Linked DNA regions of Mus musculus: regions 2, 3, 4, 5, 6 and 7 are each linked to region 1. The links are chromatin contacts, called in public HiChIP or PLAC-seq and promoter capture Hi-C maps. All regions are on one chromosome and are shown on one strand. Each heading gives the region's core, a stretch centred on a gene start, on an enhancer-like site or on the middle of the called end of the contact. The rest is flanking DNA. Distances are from core to core; before and after follow the strand shown. Region 1 holds the start of Trp53inp2 (transformation related protein 53 inducible nuclear protein 2). Region 2 holds the start of Snta1 (syntrophin, acidic 1). Region 3 holds the start of Cbfa2t2 (CBFA2/RUNX1 translocation partner 2). Region 4 holds the start of Zfp341 (zinc finger protein 341). Region 5 holds the start of Chmp4b (charged multivesicular body protein 4B). Region 6 holds the start of 9030607L20Rik (a long non-coding RNA gene). Region 7 has its middle 11 kb from the start of Gm14216.

The links. Promoter capture Hi-C pulls out the DNA fragments that hold promoters and counts their contacts. HiChIP or PLAC-seq counts read pairs in DNA pulled down with a chosen protein or histone mark. Capture Hi-C pulls out chosen DNA fragments and counts their contacts.
Region 2: an H3K27ac HiChIP or PLAC-seq map of embryonic stem cells shows a contact between it and region 1, with 3 times the contacts expected there. The contact joins the promoter of Snta1 here to the promoter of Trp53inp2 in region 1. A contact is called at or near these places in 1 of 39 promoter capture datasets (pre-B cells) and 1 of 115 datasets of contacts at active chromatin or transcription factors (embryonic stem cells).
Region 3: a contact with region 1 is called in an H3K27ac HiChIP or PLAC-seq map of large pre-B cells, with 4 times the contacts expected there. The contact joins the promoter of Cbfa2t2 here to the promoter of Trp53inp2 in region 1. A contact is called at or near these places in 2 of 115 datasets of contacts at active chromatin or transcription factors (embryonic stem cells and large pre-B cells).
Region 4: an H3K27ac HiChIP or PLAC-seq map of T-cell acute lymphoblastic leukemia shows a contact between it and region 1, with 2.4 times the contacts expected there. The contact joins the promoter of Zfp341 here to the promoter of Trp53inp2 in region 1. A contact is called at or near these places in 1 of 484 Hi-C or Micro-C datasets (CD4 T cells) and 2 of 115 datasets of contacts at active chromatin or transcription factors (T-cell acute lymphoblastic leukemia and memory CD8 T cells).
Region 5: a promoter capture Hi-C map of pre-B cells shows a contact between it and region 1, with 5 times the contacts expected there. The contact joins the promoter of Chmp4b here to the promoter of Trp53inp2 in region 1. A contact is called at or near these places in 9 of 39 promoter capture datasets (the 3T3-L1 cell line, frontonasal cranial neural crest, hematopoietic stem and progenitor cells and 6 more) and 2 of 115 datasets of contacts at active chromatin or transcription factors (memory CD8 T cells and pancreatic cancer cells).
Region 6: a contact with region 1 is called in a promoter capture Hi-C map of liver, with 2.3 times the contacts expected there. The contact joins the promoter of 9030607L20Rik here to the promoter of Trp53inp2 in region 1. A contact is called at or near these places in 1 of 39 promoter capture datasets (embryonic stem cells), 1 of 115 datasets of contacts at active chromatin or transcription factors (embryonic stem cells) and 1 of 9 other capture datasets (liver).
Region 7: a contact with region 1 is called in an H3K27ac HiChIP or PLAC-seq map of microglia, with 5 times the contacts expected there. The contact joins the enhancer-like site here to the promoter of Trp53inp2 in region 1. A contact is called at or near these places in 1 of 39 promoter capture datasets (maxillary cranial neural crest), 1 of 484 Hi-C or Micro-C datasets (embryonic stem cells), 2 of 115 datasets of contacts at active chromatin or transcription factors (embryonic stem cells and microglia) and 1 of 9 other capture datasets (embryonic stem cells).

The regions. Positions count from the first base shown.
Region 1 is chr2:155,379,702-155,383,439 of GRCm38.p6, reverse strand. It overlaps Trp53inp2 (transformation related protein 53 inducible nuclear protein 2), which reads right to left and starts at 1,584. Exons shown (of 4, transcript NM_178111.3): 1 at 1,423-1,584.
Region 2 is chr2:154,406,233-154,409,970 of GRCm38.p6, reverse strand. Snta1 (syntrophin, acidic 1) reads left to right here and starts at 1,887. Exons shown (of 8, transcript NM_009228.2): 1 at 1,887-2,291. The coding sequence starts at 2,000.
Region 3 is chr2:154,434,446-154,438,183 of GRCm38.p6, reverse strand. It overlaps Cbfa2t2 (CBFA2/RUNX1 translocation partner 2), which reads right to left and starts at 1,700. Exons shown (of 11, transcript NM_172860.2): 1 at 1,548-1,700. The coding sequence starts at 1,581.
Region 4 is chr2:154,611,238-154,614,975 of GRCm38.p6, reverse strand. Zfp341 (zinc finger protein 341) reads right to left here and starts at 1,608. Exons shown (of 15, transcript NM_199304.1): 1 at 1,574-1,608. The coding sequence starts at 1,604.
Region 5 is chr2:154,655,338-154,659,075 of GRCm38.p6, reverse strand. Chmp4b (charged multivesicular body protein 4B) reads right to left here and starts at 2,050. Exons shown (of 5, transcript NM_029362.3): 1 at 1,705-2,050. The coding sequence starts at 1,894.
Region 6 is chr2:154,674,815-154,678,552 of GRCm38.p6, reverse strand. 9030607L20Rik (a long non-coding RNA gene) reads right to left here and starts at 2,014. Exons shown (of 2, transcript XR_866878.2): 1 at 1-2,014. The region is part of intron 1 of Chmp4b (charged multivesicular body protein 4B); the gene reads right to left.
Region 7 is chr2:154,712,458-154,716,195 of GRCm38.p6, reverse strand. It overlaps the pseudogene Gm14215. Among named protein-coding and RNA genes, the nearest start is that of Gm14216, 11 kb to the left of the region's middle. Within about 2 kb of position 1,570, at least 18 of the 459 cell types and tissues checked have an H3K27ac peak or open chromatin away from gene starts, as enhancers often do. A contact at or near this core is called in microglia, where this site is marked.

The DNA of each region.
Region 1 (3,738 bases), core at 335-2,834:
TTCAACTGTTGACATGTCAAGTGAGAAGCTCCCTGGTGGAGATCATACAGAAGTGAGTGACAGCCAGGAGAGATGGTAGCAACCAGCCAGCTATGACTGCCCCCCTCCTTTGACCACTAGGAGAGCCTCCTGGGTTTTCTTTCCTAGCCTGCTGGCTTCCTGGTTCTCAGATTCCTGGCTCTGCTCCAGGAAGAACCATTCCCTTAATACTACAGAGGCTGTGCCTAGAATAGCACTGGAGGCCTAAGCCAACCCTAGCCCAGGCCATTCTTGAGCGACCCTCAACCTGGGAAGGACTCCAGATCTACTTACTTGGAAAGTAAGAGACATCCTTCTGTCACTCTGGAAGCAGCCTCAGGAAACAGCATAAGCTCTGCATCACTAATGCCAGGGAAGGGTCTGGTTCTCCCAGCTGACAGCTCTGATGGGAGGCCCACAGAGGGAACTCCCAACTCCCTCTCAACAACATCTGCCCTGGAGACACCTGGAGGCAGGCAACTAGTGACTCACCTTTCTGTGGTCAAAACAGCTGGGAGACGGCCATTTATTGGGTTTTGAAGTAGAAAGAAGGCAGAGGAGGTCAGGGCCTTGTAAGAGACCCAATTTTCAGAGACCTCCTGGGAAAATGTCCAGGATCATGAAGACTGAAGCATCCCATCAAATTGTGGTTGGTGCTGAACCCAAGATAGGGTCCTCAGTAGATGTATGTAAGCATGTAGCTTATACTTCAGCTAAGGAATCTACCACTTAGTGAGTGTGATTCTAATTGGCTGAGATCTCCAGTAAACTACGTCTCTCTGAGTCTCAGTTTCCTCTTCCGTGAAGTGGGGCTTAAGACCCTCAATATTTGTAGGCTGAAAATGACATCAACTCAGGCTCTGCACACATGTCAGGGATTAGAAGGATGTTATTATGTTAGGGGGCGGAGCCTGAAGACAGAGGGGATCCGCTACCATCTGGTAGTGTCTCCAGGACCTGGAGTCTGAAGCTCCATCTACTTACCGCCCTCTCAACTTAAATCGAGCTTTGCTGTCCTACCCTCTCTCAGGTCACAAGGAAAAAACAAATGAGAGGCCTGACCCCAGTCCCTAGATTAGCCCAGGAAACCGCCGAGTCCCTTCGGATCCCGCTTGTCTTTCAGCGTCTCTTCAACCCTCGGCCGGCTGGGCACGACATAGCGCCCACCGGGTCACCAGAGGACAAGCACCCATGCAAGCCTGGAAGGCGGGGCTGGCCTTGGTGACGTCTCAATGTCATATGCAAATAAAGCAACGTCATGGCCTACCGGCTTGGAGCAACCAATAGGGAGCCAAGAACGCAGCTCCGGCTGCCGCCGGCGGAGACAGACAAAGAACGGGAGAGGGGGGCGCAGGGCGTGTCCTGGGGGTGCCCGGAGCCCCCAGCCCGGAGGTCGGGACTCACCTGGGGCCGCTGCAGCAACCGCTGCGCTGAGGTAGTTGTGCGGCCGGGCGTCCCCGGGTCGCCGGTGCTCACAACTGGAGCCGCATACCGGGGACGGGCCGAGAGACGGCGGGGCTCCCGAACGGACGCCCGGAGCTGCTGCGGCCGCTGCGCCCGGGCTCAGGGCACAAATCCGAACGCTTCAACAGCTGATTGTGACGTCACAAAGGGGCCCGCCCGCTCGCGTCAGCGGCCGTCGGGACGGCAGCCAATCACAGGCGCCGAATGCTCTTTCCCCGCCCCTCCGCGGTTTGCCAGCGGGTGGCTGTAGCCCGGGAGCTGCTCTCGGAGCCTCTGTCTGAGTGGAGGTGACGGCCCGAATTCCCTGCCCCCAGTTACCCACAGACCTCACACTGAAAGCGACCCCCCAATTCTTCCTCAAGAATCCCACCTCGCTGCTTTTTCCGCACACATCCCTGCTCCCTCACTTGCCCCAGAGCTCCGCACATCCCTTCTCCTGCATCTTAGGTGCAGGACACCCACCCCACCCACCCCCGCCGCGCTCCATCTGTAAGTCCCTTTTACCCTCCTTGTCCTTTTACCCCACTTCTCTACACTGCCCTACTTGCCTGCTCTCCCTCCTCTATGTTTTTTGTTTTCCCCGCTCCTTTTTACGGTGGGCTTGAGCGGACCTTGCCCCTTCCGCGGTTACAAAGGAGCACCTGCGAGTGTTAGAGAATTGATGGGGCTGACAGGAAATCTGGCCAGCGTAGGACTTGGAAAGAAATTGCTCTAAGCTGAATAAACATTGACCTGGAGACAGCTCGGCTTAGAACGTTTACATACCTTATTTAGTCCACGTTGCTACCGGAACAGGTCAGGGGGGAAAGAGTGACAGACAGGGCAGGGATTGTTAGTCCTGATTTACATGTGGAGAAACTGAGATTACATGTACCTGCCTTTCATCTCACCACTTGGTAGATAGAAATGGGTTCAAGAGTTTGAAAGGCAGCTTGAGCTACAGGAGACTCCGAGGGAGGGGAGGGAAAGAAGAAGGGGCACCTACGGTTGCTTCTTCCAGACTGCCAGCTGACACTGAACACTTACCATATGCCAAGCACTGTGCTGCCTTTTAATCTTTACAATAAACCCAAAAGGTAGGTAGCATCCTCCTTTTACAGTTAAAGAAACAGACCAGGAGAATCTAAGCAACTTTCCGAGGTAATTAAGGAATAGTCCTTGGCAGAGCCAGGAGTTTAACTCACAGGTACTAGCCTTGACTCTGATCACACCCTACACCAGAGGGACTGAACTCCAGGGTTCTAAAGGGAAACCTGGCTTCCAGTCCTGTGTCTCAACCTGTGTGATTTCAAGTTAAATCCTTACTATTCTGGGCCTTAGTTTATCTGTCACGCTGCCATGGATATTCACATTTAGAACTGACAGGGTTTTCCAGACCCGTCATCCTCCAAGACTCTGCCAGGTTTGTGCTCCAGGCCCCAGCTCTTGCAATGGCCTGTGAAATACTTAGGGGATTTCCATGGCTAGAGCGTCTGGGTCTCTGGAACAGAGTTGGGAGATGAGGTTCGGAGGGTTGCCCATCTGGCCAGCAGGAGCTAGTTCAGAGCTTCATGCTCTGGTGGTTTCAAGAACCCTGCCCCAGCCTGGTCAGAAAGCCATTAGGAAGGACTGAACCCTGCCCGGCAGAGGAGACAGCCAGAAAATAATACCCAGAGGCTTGAGGGGAGGTGATTAGCACAGTGCTCCTTACACTAGGGTTTCCAGGGTGCCCTCATTTGTGCAAACCTGAGCCTCTGCCTAGCACAGCCACTTCCCACTAATCCCAGACCCTCCCTTGACCTCCTTGCTGACAAACTAATCCCTAACGTGTCCCTCCTGTTACACCCCTTGTTTGCTCTAAAACTGTATATTCTCACAAAGCCCCACAGTCCCAACAACTATTGATGGCTCTTCACAACCCAGGCCGGCTTCTTGCCAGCAGCTTCTCCTTTCCTCTCAGTGTACCCTGTGCTAGCAAACGTCCTTTGTCTTTTCAAAACTCGCTCGTCCCCATGAGTTTGTTTAAGCTCTCTCTGTCCAGATTGCCTTCTCTGAGCCTTTCTAACATTCTTTCCTGTCTTCAAAATTAGACTAGTATTTCCCAGGAGAGGCCACTCTTGTCCTACCCGTGTGACAGTAATGACTTTAATGGACAGTCTCATTTGTTTTTTCAATAAATGGAAGTAGTTGAGTATGTTACTTGCACTTGTACTTCTACCTGCCCAGTGTCTGGGAACAGCCTGGGCTACATTGTGAGCCAGAGCACACATGCTCTGT
Region 2 (3,738 bases), core at 638-3,137, 970 kb after region 1:
CTTTCTCTGTGTAGCCCCAGCTGTCCTGGAGCTCACTCTGTAAACCATGCTGGCCTCAATCTTATAGATTTACCTGCCTCTGCCCTCTGAGTGCTGGGATCAAAGGTGTGTACCACCGCTACCACCTGTTGCTGTATTTTAAAAATTTAAAACAGGGTCTCACTCAGTTGCCCAGGCTGGCCTTGAATTTGTGATTCTCTGCTTCAGCCTTTCTGAGTATCTGAGATTACAGATCTTCCTTAGTAGGCCTAGCTTGTCCTTCAATATTTAACTTAAAGTCTGGAGTTCAATTCCAAGCATACATATAGCAGCTCAAAACTATTTTTAACTCTTGTTTCTGGAATCTGGTGTCCTCTTCTGGCCCTCGAGGACTATATGTGGAGCACAGATACGCATAAAGGCAAAACATCAATCCACAAAGAAATTAAAATAATTTAAAAAGTATAACCTGGAACTTGCTATGAACTATAGTTCGTCTAGAATTAATCATGATCCTTCTGCCTCAGTCTCCAGAATGCTGTGATTGCAAATGGATGGCATCTTGCTTAGTTCGATAAGTGCTCCGTGAGTGAAGAGTGAAATTATCTCCTGTTGCTATGCATGCAGGGCAAGGGAGTAGGAGGGATGTGAGCCTGGAAGCCAGAAAGACCCAGGTTAGAAGAGAGGTCTGCTTTTAGTACTCATGTGTCTCAGTTATGCAGGGTTTACCCAAGGCACAAATGATAGCATAGATCAGCCAGCTCATGTGTCATGCAAACACAGAATAAGTGACATACATGTATTGCATATATATATATATATATATATATATATATATATATATATAAAATCATATGTCATTTTATTTATTTTCACTATTTTTGTGTGCATGGGTGTACTTGTTTGCAATGTGAATACAGGTTCCCAAGGAAACTAGTGGTGTCAGATCTCCATGGAGCTGGAGTTACAAGTGGTTGTGAGCTGCCCAATGTGCATGCTGTGAATTTTACTCTGCTCCACTGTAAGAGCAGCCCATGCTCTCTCTCTCTTTCTCTCTCTCTCTTCTGGTTTTTTGAGACAGGGTTTCTCTGTGTAGCCCTGGCTGTCCCGAAACTCACTCTGTAGACCAGGCTGGCCTCAAACTCAGAAATCCGCCTGCCTCTGCCTCCCAAGTGCTGGGATTAAAGGCGTGTACCACCACGCCCGGCTTTTTTTTTTTTTTTTTTTTTTTTCAGCCCATGCTCTTAACCGCTGAGCCTTCTATCTCTTTATGTCTTTTCACTTTTATTTTTATTTTTTAAAGGCAGGGTCTCATGTAGCCTAGACTGGACTCAAACTTGCAGACCCTTCAGCCTCTACCTTCAAGTGATGGGACCAAACCCTCAAAGGAGTGGCATTTCTCCTCCTGGTGGGTGGGTAGGCTTACCTCTTTAGAGGCTGCACCCTTAAGCTGAGTCAGGCCCACAGACTGTTACTGGTACCCTCTCCCCATGGCTCACAAAACGTGAGAAACCATCTTCCTTAGCTCGTTTGCCAGTTAACTCTGTCTGCAAAGTCCCTGGAGCCTATGGTCCTGACACAGGCAGCCCTACCCCAGGATCCTTGATTCTTTTTCTTGTCCTTCAGCTTCCACGAGCTACGGTCCAATCCTCGACGGCGCACAGAACTGGATCCTTGTGTTGCCCCATCCATAGAATCCGGCCCCTTTATGTTCCGCAGAGCGCCCCACCCTCAACCTCCTCTAACTGTGGCCGTGAGGGAACGCGGTTCTGACCCACTCCCAAGTGATCCCGCTGCACATCTTTAGTTTACCGGGTAGCGTCTCTTCAGTCACTCCCGGGGCCCCGCCCCCGTTAGCCCCGCCCCCGACAGCCTGTCCTCCGAAGCTCCGCCCCCGAGGCCGGGGTAGGGTGGCGACTGGCTCTGCTGCCCCGCCGCCCTCTGCCCTGGGCGCTGGGTCGGAGCGGGCCGGGTACGGCGGGACCGGGCGAGCGCAGTGTACTGGGACTTCGAGGCGAAGATGGCGTCAGGCAGGCGCGCTCCGCGCACCGGGTTGCTGGAACTGCGCTGCGGGGCGGGCTCCGGGGCGGGTGGCGAGCGGTGGCAGCGGGTGTTGCTCTCTCTGGCGGAGGACGCGCTGACCGTGAGTCCCGCCGACGGCGAGCCCGGCCCGGAGCCGGAGCCCGCGCAGCTCAACGGCGCCGCTGAGCCCGGCGCGGCGCCCCCACAGCTGCCAGAAGCGCTGCTGCTCCAGCGGCGCCGCGTGACGGTGCGCAAGGCCGACGCCGGCGGGCTGGGCATCAGCATCAAGGGTAGGTGTGGGGCACCCAGGGCACGGGGTCGTGTTGTCTGTGCTGCTGCGGAGCGCTCAGGGGTCATGGGGGCTGGTAAACGAAAACCTGTCTAGGGCGGAAAGGAGTCTCCGGGGGAGGAAGGAACAGAGTGAGGGAAGAGCACCAAGGTCGGAAGGGGCTTGGGGAGTTCAGGTGACTCAGAAGACACAAGTGTGGAAGGATGGGGGGGCGCACCAAGGACATTGGTGCTTAGTTCTGTTTTGAAGCAAAATGGTAGCTATGGGTACCAAGGGCAGGAGGGTCCCCGGGAAGACTGACAGGGGCGGGGGCGGCGGTGAAAGGAAAGGGACTTGAGGCCTGGGACACTGCTAGAACAAGAAGGAGGTGGAAGTCATGAGACACAACCTAGGCAGACTGGTAAAGGCCTGGAGTCTGGGAGCCCAATGTGGGTGCCAGAGATGGGTAGGAGGCACAGGCATTAGCAGAGAAGGGGCCAGTAAGGACCTAGACATCTTGGGCTTCAGAGGCTGTTTGCCTATGCTGGGAGTCCTGATGGCTAGGGTTGAGTCTCCTCATCTGCCCATTTGTACATGAACAGGTACATGGAGAGAGTGAACCCAGAGTTGCCATTCCTTCCTGAGAATTCTTAGTTTCCAAGACTGACAAGTGTTTGGCATGATCTCAATCTCATGTATGCCAGGCTAGACACATGGTCACTATGTAGCAGAGGAGAACACTGAATATAATCTTCCTATTTCCACCTCCAGAGTGTTGGGATTACTGGGCTCTGCTGCTAAAATAGGTTTATGTTGTGCTGGGGATCAAGCCTAGAGCTTTATAGATGCCAAGCAAGCACTTTACCGACTGACTCCTTCCCTAACTCATTTAGGCTGCCATTGGAGTTCTAGAACTGTGAACTTCCACAAGTCACTTCCCATTTCTGAGTCTGTTTTGGTAACTTTACAATGAGGATGTTTCTGAGAGCAGGGCTTGCCGGCATGTGTGAGAGAAAAAGAGGCCAGGAGGGACTCTCAAAGCAACTAAACGCGGTGCTTAAAAATCTATGTTCAGGGGTGGGTGGGTATGGGGGACTTTTGGTATAGCATTGGAAATGTAAATGAGCTAAATACCTAATAAAAAATGGAAAAAAAAATCTATGTTCATAGCCAGCGCTAGACTCATCATTTCTGTCCCTCTGTCCGTCAGATTGAAAGTATTCATATACTCCCAGGCCTCCTGGGAGGTGCTTGTGTGATAGCTCGCTTAGATCCTTTGGCCCAGGTTAGGGGATAAGCATGGTGGCGAATGTTAGGTGTTGTGGCCACTACATTTAGCTCATGGTCTATTCCATCTTGACCATCAGTGGTGAAAGGTGAGTTTAATCATCAGTGGTGAGCTCAATCTCCATTTTTGCAGGTAAGAGAACTGAGACTCAGAAGAGAAAAATAATTTCCCTGGGGTTCAG
Region 3 (3,738 bases), core at 451-2,950, 950 kb after region 1:
GCCTCTGCCTCCAGAGTGCTGGGATTAAAGGCGAGCGCCTCTCTTCCACTTTTCTTATATATGATACCATCAAACCTAAGGGTTACTTGTCTCCCTTCAGAAGACCATTGAGAGCAGCAACAGCACACTTAACTACAGAAGGCATTGGTGGGAAAATCTAGTTTGTATCTTTTTCCATTCAATTTGGAATGAGAGCCCAAGAAAAAGGCTGTATGAATCCTCCGCTATAACTGCTGAACTGAAGAGCAAAGAGGGGAGGGGCTAAAAGCTCTCAAGAGGCCTCATTTTATCCTTGCACAACGGACATCCTGCAACACCTGATGTTAGCTTTTATTCATTTTTTTGTTTTATTTTTAGGGTTTTGTTGTTGTTTTTGTTATTTTGTTTTGTTTGGGGCAGGGTGCCACAATGTAACCCTGGCTGGCCTGTATAGATCAGGCTGACCTCAAACTCAGCCTCCAACGTGCCTCAAATACCTGTTTTTAGACTGTCACCTGGCATAGACAAAGAAATATCCACAAAGCACGAGTCCCTCTCTTAAACTCAAATTCAGAATCTAGTCTGTCAAGTTTGTTGCCATAGTCTCTGGACTTAGAGTGATAATTTGTATTTAGATGATTTAATAAATATTAAATGAATCGAATGCAAATTGCCTGGTGCTCAAGTAATGTTGGCTATTACTGCTATTTTAATGACAATTAAATTTTTATTGTTCTTATTAAACGATGCCATCCCTCCTCCAAGGATCTTACAATTCTAGGAAGAACGTCTGTAAATGGGATAGCGAAATGGAGGTAAGAATAAAAACACAACTGAGTCACATAGTAGGACTAGTCAAAGACAATATTAAACAAACTAACAAAACACAACCAGACGCCAACTTCGGACTTTTCCGAGGAACACACATAACAAACTGTGATTACGATAGTGAGTTTTCACACTTGAGTATGATGTGCAACTGTGTGTTCAGGGGATTTTACTGGATTCACTAAACCCTACTACAGAGCATTCAGAGTACGTTCCTCACAACCCATTTTTCAGATCGAGCAACTGAGACTTTTGGAGCGCCAAGGTCACAGCCTACTCGCGAGGGAGCCAGGACATGAACCCAAAGCAGTCCGACCCCAGAGCCTACATTCAACAGGGCCCTCCGGAATATCAGCCCGGCATCCTCCAACATCTACCACTCGTCGCTCCAATTCCGGCGTGTTTCCCGGGACCGGACTTTCAGCCCCGATGCCGCGAAAACAAAACAATACTTCTCTCGCGGACAGTCCATAGGGCGCCCGCCAGGCCTGAGCTCCAAGGCCGCTCCACACAGTCCTGCTCAGCACCCGGAGCCGCGAGCCCCACAGGAAGCGCCGGGATAGCCCCGAGGGCCCCGGAAGGCCGGGGAGCCGCATGACCTTGGATCCAGTGCCCCAATCCCGGCCTCAGTTTCCCTGCCCAGGCCTCCCGCCGGGGGGCCTCTGCAAAGCCTCCCGCCTATGGAGCAGCAGGCCCCTCAACACACACCCCTCAGCCGTCCGCCTTCCCGCCCCACTTACGTTGGAAGGCGGCCGCTCCAGGGACGCCCACCATCGCGGAGCGCAGTCTGTCGCGAGCGCCGCTCGCTTCGACCCTCTGCCTGAGCCCTCCGCAGGCGCAGGCCGGGACCTGCACCCGCCGAACTCGCCCGCACCAGCGCCGCCGCCGCCGCTGCCGCCGCCGCCGTTAGGCCGCGCGCCGCCCCGCCCCCAGACAGCCCCGGCACGCCCCCGCCGCGCGCTCCCGCGCGCAGACCAACGCACGCGGAAGACGGGCCCGAGGGCGCTCACGCGAAGCACCGCCTCCTGACCTGGCCCGCCCCTTCCGCGCCAGGCTGCGTCCTATCCTGGAGCGGCCTGCACTTCGACCCGCCTCCCGCGCGCTATGCGTGGCCGCAGGGAGCCGCCCTTCTCCGAGCTCCAGACTTCCGGATGTGGCCTGGGCGGCAACCTAGGAACGGGGGCGGAGTCCCGGGGCGGGGCTTCGGGGAGGGACGTTTCAGGTGCAGGCCTTGTAACGCTTTGACGGTTGTATTGGGTGTTAAAATTGTTCTTTCCTCCTTTTACTTATTTGTTTTTACATTGACTTATTGCATATGTGTGCGTGTATATGTTTGAGGGAGTCCAACGCATGTATGTGAATGTCAGAGAACAAGTCGGGAGCAGGCTCTCCTTTCACCCTGTGGATCCAGCAGGTCAAATTTCGGGCATCAAGTTTGTTTGACAGCAAGCATCTTTGCCAAATTAGCTATCTCGCAGATTTCTACATCTTTTGCGGCTATAGGAATCTAAATGTTTAAAACAACTAGCTGTCATTACTGATTTCTGTATCAGATCAAGGGGCTTTGTGGGGTTTGTCTGTGTTTGTGAGGAGGGGCACGTGTATGTGCAGGGGTTTTTTTGTTGTTGGTGGTGGTTTTTTGACACAGTCTCACTTGTAGCTCTAGCTGTCCTGGAACTCACAGATAATCTATCTACCTAACTCTACCTCCCAAGTGCTTGGGACTAAAGGCCTGAACTACCAGGCCTGGTTAAGTGCAGGTTTATTTTGGTTTGTTGAAACAATGTCATAATGTACATTTGGCTATTCTGAACTCACTGACCTACACCAGGTTAGCCTTGAACCTTAAGCTATACTTCTAAGTCTATCTCCCAAAGCTGTGTCTATAACACCAGCAGGCCTCACAAAAAGTTGTTTCTGAAAAGGGCCTATTTTGTATGTCTAGCTGGGCTGGAACACACAGTGTAGCCACAAAAGCCTGGAACTCTCACACATCCTCCTCCCGTGGCCTCCCAAGTGCTGGGATTGTAAGCAAGAGTCACTAGCCTGTCTTCAACAGCTGCTTTTATACACTCTGCAATTAACCATCTCAGTACCAAATACAGTTTCTCCCCTTTTCTACACATTCGCTAGAGTCTCTCCCACTGGGTTGTCCACCTATTTCTGTTAGCAAACTCAAAACATAAATCCTCCGAGCAACCCAAGAAAGTACTCTGATCCTAGCATGAGTTCTCTGCCATTCTGTCTCTCAAAGATTCAAAATCAGGAACTATAACTAAAATGAAGCCAGCCTGGCATAGTGGCACAGACCTGTAATCCCACCCTAGGGAAACTAGCAAAATAACTGCCAACCCAAAGCCAGCCAGGGCCACATAGTGAGACTGTCTCAATACAACAAGGTCAGGCATGGTGGGTCACACCTGTACTTCCAGCATTGTTGGTAAACGCAGGACATCAGTTCAAGGTTGCCCTATATGATGATTTAGAGGCCAAACTGGGTGAGCCGCGGTGGCATTGCCAGGTGAAATGGCACACACCTGTAATCCCGTAAAGTGGCACTTGGGAAGAGATCAAAAATTCAGCTACACGCAGGGCGGTGGTGGCACACACCTTTAATTCCACTTGGGAGGCAGAGGCAGGTGGATTTCTGAGTTCGAGGCCAGCCTGGTCTACAAAGTGAGTTCCAGGACAGCCAGGGGTACACAGAGAAACCCTGTCTCAGAAAAAAAAAAAAAAAGAAAAAAGAAGAAAACAAAAACAAAAACAAAAAACAGCACACATCTTTAATCCCAGCACACAGGAGGCAGAGGCAGGTAGCTTTCAGTGACTTTAAGACTAACCTGGTCTACAGAGCATATTCCAAGACATCCAGGGCTACACAGAGAAACCCTGTGCCTGTGGGGGACTGGAGAGATGGCTCAGTGGTTAAGA
Region 4 (3,738 bases), core at 359-2,858, 770 kb after region 1:
TCGTAGAAATTTTATTTATTTTGGTCCTGGGGACCTTTCAAGGCCAGTGAAACTACACTTCTCGAATCCTATTTAATTTTTTCTTTAGCTAATACACAAGCATATGCTTGTACGAAACGTTTAAACAATGCAATACCCCACTGTCCTCCAAAGGGAATGAACACCCACGACCTGACCACACGCAATACCCCACTGTCCTCCAAAAGGGAACGAACACCCACGACCCTGACTGACCACCCAGATCCACACCACCCCTGCTATTTTCTTCACAGAACACACCAGCTGGGGTCACCTTTGCAGTCTTCTTTTTTGAGTTCCCGTTGTTTTGTGGTTTTTCCCCCCTTTTATTTTCTGTACAATGATATTTTTAATACTTTTGAGATTATAATTTGATTAGGACATTCCGCCCTTCACTTTTCTCCCTCCAAACCTCCCATATAACCTCTCCACTCTCCTTCAAAGTCATGGCCTTTTAAAAAAAGTTGTTATTGAGTATATGTATGTACACATATATTCCTAATTGGTTTTTGAAAGTCTCATGGTGCCAAAGCTGGCCTCAAAATCCTTATGTGGCCGAGGCTAACGATCTTCCTGCCTGTCTTCCAACCGCTGGGATTATGAGCATGCACGGCAAACCCTGCCTGAGATTGCCTTCTTTTACTATTCTTTCCCACAATTCTGACGGCGGGGTGAGGTGGGGTAGTAATGAAGGAGGATGAGGACAAGTGAATCTGGCTTAGTAAGAATCACTGGATTTCTTTCAAAGGTAAGACTCAGGTGAGAGCTCATCCTCCAAGAAGCTAGTGAACTACAAGCCTTGGTTTCCTTCTGCCGGCCCGGCCCACAGATTTCCACTCGGGCTGTTCACTCCACCCTCCACCCACAAGGCTACTACTGTGTCCAACTCCTCTCCTGTCTCTAGAGCCATCCTTTGTTGTTAAACTCCAGCAGGTGCACATGGTGGCGCTCAGAGCTCCCTTTCTCCAGAGCCTGGGGCCCATGCACCACGGCGATCTTGCAGATCACAGAATCGAATCCGATTCGATCGGAGACCAGAGTAGCCCAAGCAGGCACACGCGTGCAGGGCTCAGATCGGAGCACGGTGGGTGCCCTGTGTTTACTGGTTTGGGCCGGTGGTCTCTCCCAGACTCCGCTGTGCACACAGGCGGCGCCTCCTTCTCTGCTCTGGACTTAGTAGGACTACATCCCAGCCCGGAGGCCACCGTGGGTCTCGGGACGTTCTGAGTGGTTCGGGCGCCCGACTGGGCAGCTGAGCCGCCCAGCCCTCCCGCACCGCCGTCTCTCCAGGCCCAGGCCCCCGGCTGTTTCCTGGGCGTGCACCCTCCCGCGCCGGCGGCCTCGACTGCCGCGCTGTTCCGGTCCCGAGGCCCCCTCCCCGCAGAGCCGGCGCTCCCAGGCTGTTCCCGCCCCCTCCCGCCCCGCGGCTGTTCCGGCCCGGACGCCCTCCGCCCTCCGCCCCGCGGCCTCCACGCGCCCTGGGCCCGGCGCTGCGAGGGCGCGGCGGGAGGGGGCGCCACGCGGAACAGCCGCTGCCCCGGCCCGACGCGCTCACCCTCCAGGGCCTCGAAGATCGCCTGCGCCATCTTGGAGCTGCCGCCGCCCGGGGAGTCGGAGCGGGGCTACGCAAGCATTGTGAGAACCGCGGCGGGGTCGGGGCCGCCAGGGGGCGCCCAGGAGCCGACGCCGAAGCCCCTGCCCCGGAAACAGCTTGCCCCGCTGTCCGGCCGGAGACCCAGTCCCCTAGTAGTTCCAATTCTACACAGACATACGTCCGGCGCTCGCACATCGCCTCCCAACGCGGACACCGACCCCAGTTCTTCAACACGCACCCCATGATCGCTGCACACAGTCTTCTTCAAGGTTGCAACACCAACCCACCTCACCGAGATTGTCTGTTACATGGACACCCCACACCTTGCAACTGTGCCACGCTGATTGGAAAGCAGCCTTCTCGAAGGACTCCTATCTCTGGTCTTAATTCCTCAGTTTATGTTAGATTCCCTCAGTGCTCTTCTTAACCCCAATTTCCAGCTTTGGAGGGACCTCCATTCCCATTCACACACCTCTCGACTGTGATTCTCTGAGACCCCATTTCTTTGACGACCCTATTACCATTTCAGCCATTCCTAGCTCAAACTCATAGGGAGGGGATCCACTCCCAACTTCATGTCGTCGTTTTTACATTTATTATTAATTTTGTTTTGTGTATATGGACACACATGGCATATATCTACACACAGACACACAACAAAACACATGTGTGAAGATCAGAGGACAACGTTCCGGAATCGATTCTCTTCCCTCCATCATGTGAGACCCTGGCACTGAACTCAGTCCAGCAGCAAGTGCTTTTACCAGCTGAGCCGTCTCTAAGTTTTGTTTATAATCCATGAAGTCCAATTTGAACTGCTGGTACATTATATTGATCAGTGTGTCAGTGTGGGGTCATCCACTGGAACATGGTTTATCAGGGACTACATATACACTTAGAGGACTTTCTCTCCCAAGACAGACCTCTGGGGATTTGTGAGGTCCTCATCCATGCATTCTGGAATGATGACTGGCTTGATCCTGTGCAGGTGGAGAAAGCTACAGCTGGTCTGAGTTTGCAAGTGCTGTAGCCCTGCCATTTCCAAGACACGATTTCACCCCAGGCCTCCCCAAACTCTGGCTCTTATATCTTTCCACCCCGACATTCACCATGATGCCTGAGTCTTGGAAAGAGGAAAAGATGAGATAGAAGTCCTACTGTGGCTAAACACTCTACTGACACTTTAACTAGTTGTGAGTTTCTGACTTAACTGTCCTCTGTTGCACAAAGTTCTGTAATGCTGGCTCACTTAATAGTCTCACTTAATAGTGTCAGCTGCCCTGAGTGTGTGGGGCTCGAAGAGGGCAGGGCTGCATACAGAGCCTGGTGAATGAATGCTAAGCTGGTGATCTACTTTAGCTCCACCTCAACCCTTGACCTTTAATTTTGACCTCAGTTTTTGTACTTACTATTCTCTCCAGCTTCCATTACCCTTCCTAACAGCTGACACCACTGCTTCTTGGGTCATCTACCTCCTCAAAGAGGCCTTTCCTGACCAACTACCCTGACTAACATAGCTTCTCCTTGTACCAGAATAAAAATTATCTGAAGCCATGGCTCCTCTTCTCCACCCCTCATTTACTTCCTGGTCTATGGCCTATGTTTTCTGATAGATTATGACTGAAGACAATTTTTTTTTTTTTTTGGTCTTGGCTATGTTTCTAGAACCTAGAACAATACCTGGCATATCGTAGGTGCTCAACAAACAAGTAATTTTTAAAAAAGATTTATTTATTTATTTTATGTATGGGAGTTCACTGTATATAGCTGTACTGATGGTTGTGAGCTTTCATGTGGTTGTGGGAATTGAATTTTTTGGACCTCTGCTTGCTCTTGGCCCAAAGATTTATTTATTATTATACATAAGTACACTGTAGCTGACTTCACACACCATCTCACCAGCCCCAAACAAGTAAATTTTTAAAAATTATATCTTCACTTCTATTATTTTGTGTGTGGATGTTTTATGTGCATATATAGCTGTGTGCTACATGCATGCAGTGCCCTGGAGGCTAGAAGATGTTGGATCCCCTGGAACTGGAGTGATGGAGGGTTGTGAGCCACCATATGGGCGCTTGGAATGGATCCTGGGTCTTCTGCATGAACAAGTGCTCTTAACCACTGCA
Region 5 (3,738 bases), core at 801-3,300, 720 kb after region 1:
CTCCCTTCAACCACTAGAAAGATACAGAGATCTTTCAACCTCTTAAAGCAGGCCAACTTCCCAGCCATTCCTCTGCTATTCTCCCAACCAAGAAAAATCCCCCCAAAGCTGGGTACTTCAAAAGGCCGCAGTTCAAACTTGAACTTTTCAAAGATGTTACCCTGACCATCCTACCAAGACAGCACCCTACTCTATCACTATGACCCCACTTCTTAGTCGTAATTAGTGCTCATCACTAACATCTCCAAATTGGTTAGTTTCTTCATGTAGTGTCTCCCCTACCCCCACCATCTTCCTTTTTGAGACAGTATCTCTCTTGTTGGCCATCTGGGCCTTCAGACTGCTCTGTAAACACGGATGACCTTGGCCCTCCTGCCTCCACCTCCCAGGTCTGAGCTTACAGGCTTTCAGGGACATGCACGGCTAGTACCTTTTCTTTAAAGCAGACATTGTTTGATATCCCTCTATGAATCAGACTGGATGTCCTGGGTACTCAGAATTCCCTCAATGTTTGCTATGATATTGGCAGAGGAGCAGCCCTCAAGATAGGTTATCATTGTGATACAAAACAAGCTAATGTTTCCCATGTTAGTTAAGCCCCTACTAGTACTGGATATTATAAACACTCTTAGGAGGATAAATCCACTAAAGGTCACAGTCCCGGAAGAAATTTCCCTGGTAACCTTCTGGGTTAAATACTTGTTTGCATGATTCCTAAGCCAGCCCCCCCCCCCCACCTCTCTCTATCTCTCAACTTCGGCCCACTCTCAAGGGGTGACCTGTCACGCTATGATTCATGCTCACATTGTTGTAACAAAAACACACATGAGCATTTTGACTTTCTTTACAGTCATTCACACATTTTCACATCCATCTCACTGAAGAAAACTACAAGGTACTTCCTAGACAGTTTCGATTCCTAGACAGGAAGCAAAGAAGCTTTCAAGTTCCAATCAACAACAGGACTGGGTCAACAGAGGCAGAGTCCTCGTCATTTCTGGTTCAGGAGGAACGGGGAAGTGGTGAGTCACAAGAGGGTAAGGCTTACAACACGGAAGCTCTGAGAATCACAGGGTTATCGACATCTTAGGTCTTCCAGTGGCCAGCTCCTAGCCGGTGGATGTGGAACTCAAAACTTAACAAGTACACTCAACAAGTGAACAGACAGAGCGGGTCCCAGAGGGTCTCTTCACTCCCCAGTTCTCTTTTTTCTCCATAAAGGAAGCTTCTCAAGAAGACTCCTAAGTCAGGGGCAGAAGGCAGCTCAGACGTCACCAAGGGCTCAGGAGAGGACAGAGGTGGACCAAGAAACACATAAATGATAGGGTGGGGCAAAGAAATGAACCAAGGTGGGGGTAGAGGCAGTGGCTGGGAAGATGGGTGAGGCCAAAGAGAAAAGAATACAATGGAACAGAGTGGAACAGACTGAGCAAAGTTAAAGTGCTGTGAGATCTGGGTCAGAAGAGGCCTGCCAGGGTAGGGAGAGTTTGAAGGGAGTCTGATGATGCAAGTGAACCGGCTCAAGGAGACCCAGAAGGAGTCAGATGGAAAGGGATCCCCGGCTCGGCTGGACAACGAAAGAAGTCTGGCCGGAGAGTTCCAGAGTCGAGAGAGACCCCGAAACGAGTTAGACAAAGTGGAGTCCGGGCCTGGGGAGCCTTAGGAGAGCCAGTGGAGAGTCTGATGGGGCCCCAGCCGTCTCACCGCGTTTATTTTTGGTGCCGTGCTTCTTGGCAGCCGTCAGCTCCTGTTCGATTTTCTTCTCCAGGAACTCCTGCTTCTTGCTTAACATCTCCTCCGTGTCCCGAAGCCGCTGGATGGCCTCCTGGGGGGTCGGGCCGCCCTTGCCCGCCTTACCCCCTCCAGCCCCGAACAGCTTCCCGAACACCGACATGGTTGCTGCTCGCCGCGCCGGCCTCCGGCGCCCACTCCGGCTCGGCTCGGCTCGGCTCGGCTCGGCTCCCGCGCCCACTCCCGGCCTGCCGCTCCCCGCAGCCGCAGGCCTCGCCTCCACCTCCGCCCCGCAGCTGGGCCCGGCCGCGCCACCTCCCACAGGCCCCCACGCCCGGGCCCGGCCGGCGTCAGGGCAACGCGCCGCTGACTACAGCTCCCAGAGCACCACGCGCCCGCAGCCCCTCGAGTCTAAGGGAGGACCGCGCGCTGCAAGCCGGGAGTCTGAGTTTTCCGGCTCCTGGCGTACTATGGCGCATCTTTTTAGTCTCGCAGAGGTCAAAGGGCAATGTGGCATGCTGGAAAATGTAGTCTCTTTGGAATGTGTTCCGTAGAGATGAAAGACCAGGAAGAGAAGAAATAACTATTACAAAAAGAGGGGTTCGTTGTGCTGGTCCGTGATAGAACCCTGGACCTAATTCACAGCACGGGAAGTAATAGTGATAACAACATCACTCATTTTCTATGATCTCTGGAACATAGTACTTTACAATCATAATCACATTTGATTCTTAAAGCAGTTTACAACAGATAATGCTGTTCCTATTTTGTGTGTCTGTTTTGGAACCAGACTTTCATGTAGCCTAAGCTGGCCTTGAAGTTCCTAAGGATCAGAGGCTGGCCTGTCTCTGCCTCTGAAGTGTTGGATCTGTGCTGTTCCTAATTTATATGTCAGTGAATCAAGCCCAGGAAACTGGCTGTCTAACTAGCTTACTTTACCAGACCGGTCAGTTCTCTCTACTTGGATGAGCTGTCATTCTCTTTATTCACCTAAGAGACCTTCTGAAACCTAAAATAGACTAACCACCTTGGCAGTGTAATTCAACAGCAAAGCTTCAAAATCAGCCTCGAATATTCATTTAGATACTTACTTCCTCTTGCTTTCCAAAGCTGTAAATTTGAAATTGTCACAAGTCCTCTTAAAAGAGTTTGTAAGTGAGATAGGAATATAAAGGGCCCAGCTGACTACAGGCACTCAAATAAAGATGTGTGTTTTAAACAGGACTTGGCAATTCATGCCTATAATCTCACATCTTTTGAAAGGCTGAGATAAGAGGGCTGCCATGTGGTGGCACATGCCTTTAATCCCAGAGGCAAAGGCAGAGGCAGGTAGATTTCTGAGTTATAGGCCAGCCTAGTCTACAGACTGAGTTCCAGGACAGCCAGGGCTATACAGAGAAACCCTGACTTGAAAAAACCTCCTGAATGTAATTGTATTTCTGGCACTGAAAAAAAAAAAAGAAAGAAAGAAAGAAAGAAAGAAAGAAAGAAAGAAAAAGAAAAAACCTCCTGTCTGTTTGAGTTCTGACCTGCTTTCATGATGATCAATGATATGGAAGTATAAGCTCAGTAAACCATTTCCTCCCCGAGTTGCTTTGGTCACAATAATAGTAAGACACTCTAGGAGTATAGAAAGTCATGTTTGGGGGGATTATATTAGAAAACTCAAATTTAACTTAAATACTCTTACCACACAATTGGCATCCGTCTCTGGGGAAGAATTTGAACCTACATTGGGACTCTTGGTTTTGTTGTTGTTGTTTTTTGGTTTTTTCGAGACAGGGTTTCTCTGTATAGCCCTGGCCATCTTGGAGCTCACTTTGTAGACCAGGCTGGCCTCGAACTCAGAAATCCGCCTGCCTCTGCGGGACTCTTGTTTTTAAAAGGGTGCTGAAAGCCAGGGGCAGTGTCTGTCTATAGTGGCTGACACAGGAAACCTGGAGTTCCAGGCTAGTGTGGCCTTCATAGCAAAATTCTGTCTTGATCTCTAAAAGAAAATGAAGACGG
Region 6 (3,738 bases), core at 765-3,264, 710 kb after region 1:
GCAGAGGCAGGTAGATTTCTGAGTTCAAGGCCAGCCTGGTCTACAGAGTGTGTTCCAGGACAGCCAGGGCTATACAGAGAAACCCTGTCTCCAAAAACAAAACAAACAAACAAACAAAAGAGTGTCGTGGCTGGGCCAGGTGACACACAACTTTAATCCCAGCACTTGGGAGGCAGAGCCAGGTGGAGCTCTGTGAGTTCAAGGGCAGCCTAGTCTACAGAACAAGTTCCAGGACAGCCAGGACTACCCAGAGAAGCTATCTATTTATCTATCTCTATCTCTCAAAAAAACAAAACAAAACAAAACAAACAAACAAAAAACAAAAACCGAAAGAAAAAAAAAAAGAAAGAGAAGAGAAGAGAAAAAAGGAAAAGAAAGGACAGAAGGAAGCGGCAAGCACGGCGCTCTTTCCCTTACAAGTCAGGCCCTGGGCTTAGATGCCTTAGCCTGGACTGGGACAGAAGCAAACTGCCCGCCCATGGTTTCCGTTCCCAGGCTGGGATGTGCTGTTTCTCTTCCAACTAGCTTTTCTTCCTCGCTTCCAGCTGAATCCATGCCAACAGAAGCCCCCTTCTGCCTGAGCAAGCATGAGAGCGCCCTGGCAACGGAGATAACAACAGAGCTGGGGGCTGGGACGCTGCGTGGAAGTAGGGAAAGAGGAATGTCGGCAGAAAACGCTTCCAGTGTACAACTGTTACAAGAGACCAAACTAACAAGGCCTTTCCGAGTCACAGGGAGAGGGCTGCAGAGACAGACACATTCCCCTGTCCAAAAGACAGCAGGCTAACCAGGGGAGGGGGGGAAAGACTTTCTTCTGGGAAGACAGCCTTGTGCTTGATTGGTCTGTTCAAAAATAGGGCAAAAACCTCAGAGCCCTGATGCTTGTCTTCCTTTTACTCTGCATGCAGCTTAAATAGAATATGTACCCCGAGGAGCAGGCAATGTCCCACTCCCTCAGGATCCTCGGTACACAGCAAGTGCTCAGAGACACTCATGCATAGGAAGTTGAAGCCCTGGGCTCAGAGCTCAGCAGATCCTGACTGGTTACCACTGAAGGAGGGGGCCTAGGGGCAGAACCCCGGTCTCCTGCTTTCCCTACAAGCCCAGCTTGATCTAGGAGACAACACCTGAGCAGGACAATAAGCCGGACAATAACAGGAGAAATGAGACAGACAACAGTTTCCTATGAACAGACCCCTTAAAGCCCCAGCCTTAGCAAACAGACCGCTTCCCTATGCACAGTCCGGTAGGCCTGTTAGCCACAGAGCTCAAAAGCTCCGGTTTGTAGTGATTGGCTAGTCATGAACACATGATCCCAGCAGCCAATCAGAATTCTTTTGAGTTTTCAATCTGCGAAGGGAGATCACGAGGTAGGAAGAATTTACAGGAACAAAACTATTAACCATACTGGCCATCTAGTCAATGAGTAGACTTACAAGGGAGTCAAAAAAACGGTGATAACTGGCAGAAGAGAGCCCAGCCCCACCCTGCCCTTTCCCACAGTCATCGAGTCAGTAAACCCTTTGGCTGCGGAGTAACCAATGCCAGCCCCTATAACAAGAGTAGCAATGGCTCTGCTTGTAATCCCCATATTCAGAGGTGGAAGCAGAGGACTCTCTTGATTCAAGGCCATCCTCCGGAAGTTCCAAGTCGGCCTGGGGTAATGAGCCTCTGTGCCCAGGGAAAACCAAAACAACCGCACTTAGCCAGAGATGGCGCCCGAACTCCATCCCGCTCAGTCCCTCTGACTCCAGAACCTTCCACTACTGCATCACATTTTGAGAAGGAACTCATCTTAACGACAGGAAGGAGCCAAACATAAGAACAGTTTTACTTAAGAGTAAACACGGGAGGACTGGAGAGATGGCTCAGCTTGTTAAGATCAGGGCTGCTCTTCCAATGGACCTGGATTCAACTCTCAGCACCTGCATGGTGGCTGACATCCACTTGTAATTCCAGTTCCAGAGGACCTGACACCCTCTTCTGGCCTGCCTGGACACCAGGCATGGTACACATGCATACATGAAAGCAAAGTATCCATATACATAAAATAAAGCAAAAAAAAAAAAAAAAAAAAAAGAGTAAACACAGGAACTGGGAGATGGCTCAGCAGTTAAAAGCACTGACTGCACTCGCACTCACAAAGGACTCACGATCAATTCCCAGACCTACAGCAGTTCACAACTGTCTAACTCCAGTTCTAGAAGACCTGACACCCTCACACAGACATACATGCAGGCAAAATGCCCATGCTCATAAAAAATTTTTTAAAATAAAAATAGTAAAGGGAGCAGTTTAACAACGTAAGTGTACTTAATGTCACAGAGCTGTCACTACATGCTAAAATGATGAGTTTTATCTTCTGTGTTATATACATTTTTGTTTTGTTTTGTTTTTCGAGACAGGGTTTCTCTGTATAGCCCTGGCTGCCCTGGAGCTCACTTTGTAGACCAGGCTGGCCTCGAACTCAGAAATCCGCCTGCCTCTGCCTCCCGAGTGCTGGGATTAAAGGCATGCGCCACCACGCCCGGCATATATACATTTTTTACCACAACTAAAACACAGAACCGGTGGCTGGAGATGTAGCTCAGTTGACAGATTATTTGCCTAGTGTTTGCAAAGTTCTGGGTCCCATCCCAGCACTTCAAAAATCAGATGTGGTGGCACATGCTTATAACCCCAGCCCTGGGAAAGAGGCAAGGGGTGATCGATCAGAAGCTCCCATTCCATGCTGGCCACATTCCAAGTTTGAGACAGGAAAGCATTCGAATGGCACGGGCAAATCCCTGGGTTCAGTCTCCAGCACTAAAAGCAACAGCAGACTGGTCATGAGCCCACTACCTGCTCATCCCTGGAGACACAGCAGATAAGATGTGTCATGTATGTGACATGTCATGTATGTGAGGCAACAATTGGAGGACAGGTGTTAAAGTGCACAGAATCATCAAAACCTGAAATACTGTTTAAAAATAATCTCTGTTCCCTGGAGCAAGTCACAACAGTGTAGGCCAAAATCCAGTGGTGCAGGAAAGAATGCAGGGTAGGGAGTGATCAGGAAGTAGGCGTTCTGATCGAGCACAACACATTGCCCCACAGTCACAGCTCTTAGGAGGCAAAGTCAGGAGATGATCATGGGTTCTAGGGCAGCATGAGCTAGGCAAGATCCTGTCTCAAATACAGGCAGGAGTGCTGAAGATACAGCTGTTAGACTGCTGGGTTCTGGTTCCTGGACTGCATAAATTGAGCACTGTCTCAAAAAACAAGGGGCTCTGTGAGTAAAGACTAATGATGTAAGTTCAATTCCCCCGGACCTATACAACACAAGACAGAACAGCTGACTCCACAGTTGTCCTCTGACCTCCACAGATGCAATATGGCATATGATAATGTATATATATATATATATATCATACATACATAACAATATAATTGTTAAAAGATTAGGGGACAGAATAAAGACATTTAAAAGGGGAAAAGGTCCCAGGGTGTTGGCTCAGTGGGTAAAGCACTTGCCAGAAGCATGAAGACTTGAGTTTCCATCCCTGAAACCAATTTTTAAAAGCAGAGGAGGATTACAACACATTTGTAATCCCAGAGGGAGGTGGAAAAAGAGACTCCCTGGAGTTCCACATATACAAACATTAATATACACAAACACACATGCACACGCGCGCATGCGCGCACACACACCAAACAGTAAAAACCTAACTAAGACGAGAGGGGTACACCTGCCATGCT
Region 7 (3,738 bases), core at 321-2,820, 670 kb after region 1:
GAAGTAGTACAAATCTGACGCCACGAACAGTGGGAGACGGGCACTGAGCCTTGCTTTGGTATGCTCCGCCTCATTATTCTTCGCTAACGACATGCACGTATTGGTTAGTCTTACATAGTTGTTTTTGAGCTTAACTTGTAACGCCACCCGCCACTGAGTGGTTCCTTCGCCAGCTTGCCATTTCTGCAGCCTCACCTCAGGCTGGTTGGCGAGCCTGGTGGTTTCTTCAGGATTGAACTACAGCCTCCTGGTGTCTGCTTGCTGAGAGGACTGGACTATAGCTGCTGGTTCATGCCTGGGGTCTGCCTGCCTACAGGACTGGTCTGCAGCTGCTGAGTCATATTTGGTGTTTGCTATGGGACTGAGTGGCTGCCAACGGAGATCAAGCTCGCCCCCAAAGAACTATTGCTGAGCAGGTCCACTTCCCCCACATCCTAATAACTTTTCTCTTCCACGACCTCTGCTGGGTGGTGAGCTTGAGGAGAGGTTGAACCCTTATTAAAAGTAGGTTGCAAAAAAATTTATGCCTACAGCTCTGTTTGAAATCAGAGCCCACACTGTCTCTCACAGCCTTGGGAAATAAGAAAATTCAGGGTTCTTTATGGTTTGGGCCGGGTCAGTGGTTCTGGCTGCTTCTGAGGGTTAGAGTATAGCTGTGGAAATGGCCTTGGGAAAGGTGTAGTGGCTTTAGTCTTTTTTCTTTTCTTTTCTTTTCTTTTCTTTTCTTTTCTTTTCTCTTCTTTTGTTTTCTTTTCTTTCCTTTTATTGGATATTTTATTTATTTACATTTCAAACATTATTCCCTTTCCCAGTTTCCCCTCTGCAAGCCCTCTATCCCATCCCCCTCCCCCTGCTTCTATGAGATTGTTCCCCCACCCACCCACTCCCACCTCACCTCCCTGGCCTTCCCCTACACTAGGGAATCAAGCCTTCACAGAATCAAGGGCCTCTCTTCCCACTGATGCCAGACAATGCCATCCTCTGCTACATATGCAGCTGGAGCCATGGGTCCCTCCATGTGTACTCTGGCTGGTGATTTAGTCCCTGGGAGCTGGGGGGGTAGAGGGGTTGGTTGGTTGATATTGTTATTCCTCCTATGGGGTTGTAAAACCCCTTCAGCTCCTTCAGTCCTTTCCCTAACTCCTTCATCAGGGACCCAGTGCTCAGTCCAATGGTTGGCTTTCAGCATCCACCTCTATATTTGTCAGGCTCTGACAGAGCCTCTCAGGAGACAGCCATATCAGGCTCCCTTCAGCAAGCACTTCTTGGCATCCGCTATAGTGTCTGGGTTTGGTGTCTGCATATGGGATGGATCCCCAGGTGGGGCAGTCTCTGGATGGCCTTTGCTTCAGTCTCTGCTCCACACTTTGTCCCCGTATTTCCTTAGACAGGAGTCATTCTAGGTTAAAAATTTGGAGATGAGTGGGTGCCCCCCCCAAACCGGGGAGGCTCCCAGGACCCAGTGGGAATGAGATTAGCTGAAATGCCTAACAAAGGGGAGGGAGACCCTGTAGAGACCGTATCTAGAGGCTTTAGTCCTTTCTCTGTTACTTCCTCAGACTGCAAGCTGCAGGCCACAGCTCCAGCAGCAGGGCTGCCCAGAACTTCCCACTTAATTAAAAAATAAAATCAAGGAAAGACAACTTTTTATTACACTTCCCTAATAGTGGAAAATAGTTTCAGGCATAAAAAAGGCATTCAGCTGGCTACTTCCCAGGCGTCAAAAATTAACAGCCACTACATTTTATTCCGAGGAATTAATGGAAATTTTTACATGGTGGTGTAAAATGCAGGGGACAAAATGAAGGACATGATTCTTCAGGGCAGAGCTCAGCCCCTGGCTTATGGCTGGGTTTGGCTCTCTGCTCTGAGCTAGCATCTCAGGTAGGGTATAGGAGCCTGGAGAAAAAATCTAGGGGGGGGATTGCGGACAGCTTTGGGGGGAGGGGAGCCCAGCGCTGACCCCTGGAGTCAGCAACTTCCTTACACATCTCTTCTCTGGGGTAATGGCTGCTGGTGGTGGCTTCTGGGCCAGGAGCCCTGAGACCAGTTCCTGTTTCTGCAAATTGAAACAAGAGACCGGCTGTTCTCAGGACCCTAATATCAAACTTGGTCATTGTTCTCCATTGTGAATCCAAACAAGAACCTGGGCTTTGGAGCTGAGTGGGTCTGCCCTTGAACATCAGCTCAGACCCATATCATCCTCACATTAAGCAGGTCATCTCCTGGGCCTCGGTTCCTACCTCTGTAAGATGGGGACAGTTGCACAGTACTTTTGGGGTGACTATTTAAAGAAGACGTCAGTATGTCCTGTTTTGTTTTATTTCTGGCTCTGAGGCCTCTGAGAGAACTCCAGAATGCGCACACATAAGGCCCACTCCCCTCCCACCCCGCTTCATTCGACTGGAGAGATGGCTCAGCGGTTAAGAGCACTGTCTGGAATTGAGCTTCCGGCGCAAGGGTCACGGACAAAATGGTGCTCCCAGTTCAGGTCTCTCCACTCTTCAAGTTCGGCCGGTACTCAGCTCTGATCCTCGGCCTGGCATAGGGCGCCAAGCACTACGGTTACCACCACCACCCACCACCCCACCCTACCCCCGGCAGAGGAGGAGGGAAGAGCAGCAGAGAAAGAGACTAGTTGAGTTGAAATGAATTGAGAGAGAACTGGCCCAAGATGACAGCATTCTCAAGTGAGGCATCAGTGAGCTTGCTTTCTCTCTTGAGGATGAAGAAAGCTTCTTTGTGTGTGTGTGTGTGTGTGTGTGTGTGTGTGTGTGTGTGTGTGTGTGTGTGTCGTGTGTCCAGGGGTGGGGGAAGAGGGGAAGCGCTGTCTGCTCTTCCAGAGGTCCTGAGTTCGATCGCCAGTAGCTCACAACCATCTGTGATGGGATCTGATGCCCTCTTCTGGCACGCAGGAGTACATGCAGATAGAGCACTTATACATGTAGGAAGGAAGGAAGGAAGGGAGGGAGGGAGGAAAGGAGGGAGACAACTTCATTCTCAGCTCAATGATGAGCCACGGATACTGTACCAAATCCTCTATGGGCCAGGAGAAGGCAAGAGGCAGTGTATCACTGCCAGCAGTCAGAGCCCACTTTGAAGCCAATGCTACAACCCTCCCTGGAAATGGGGACCTGCAGGGAATAAGAGACTTTGTAACATACTAGCATTGGGGAGGGTGGTACTGATTCCACTGTTACATTCTTGACTATGTTTTTCCTAAACATCTTTCTGAACCCAAATTTTAAAAGTTTAATTCTATATTTATTATTTGGGGGGGGGGGTGGTGGTGGCTGCAAGTGTCACAGCATTCCTGTGGATAAAGCAACTTTGTGGTGTCACCTGTAAGGGTTCTGGAGAGAGGATTTAGATCCCCGTGTTTGTACACGTATCCACGGTGCCATCTCCCCAGCTCCAAATTCTATTTACATTTCAAATATGGATGTTTTAATTATGTGACAATGAGCTTGTCAGAGGCCCTACACTGGAGCCCCATCTCCCCAGGGCTTCTGTCCACTCACAGCTTCAGTGTCCCTTGCCCCTCTCCTCCGAGGCTTCTGTTGGCCAAAACAGGCATGGCGGCTCCTTGCCAGGCTGCCGGTGCTATTTCTGTAGCCCAGTCCTTCCCCAGACCACTGAGTCTGCAGCTTCCAGATTGTTCCCTGATGCCTTGCCTCTCACTGGGCCTGACATCAACCTGCCCCCTTGCTGCCTCCAGCAGCCCAGAGGTCTGTGAAG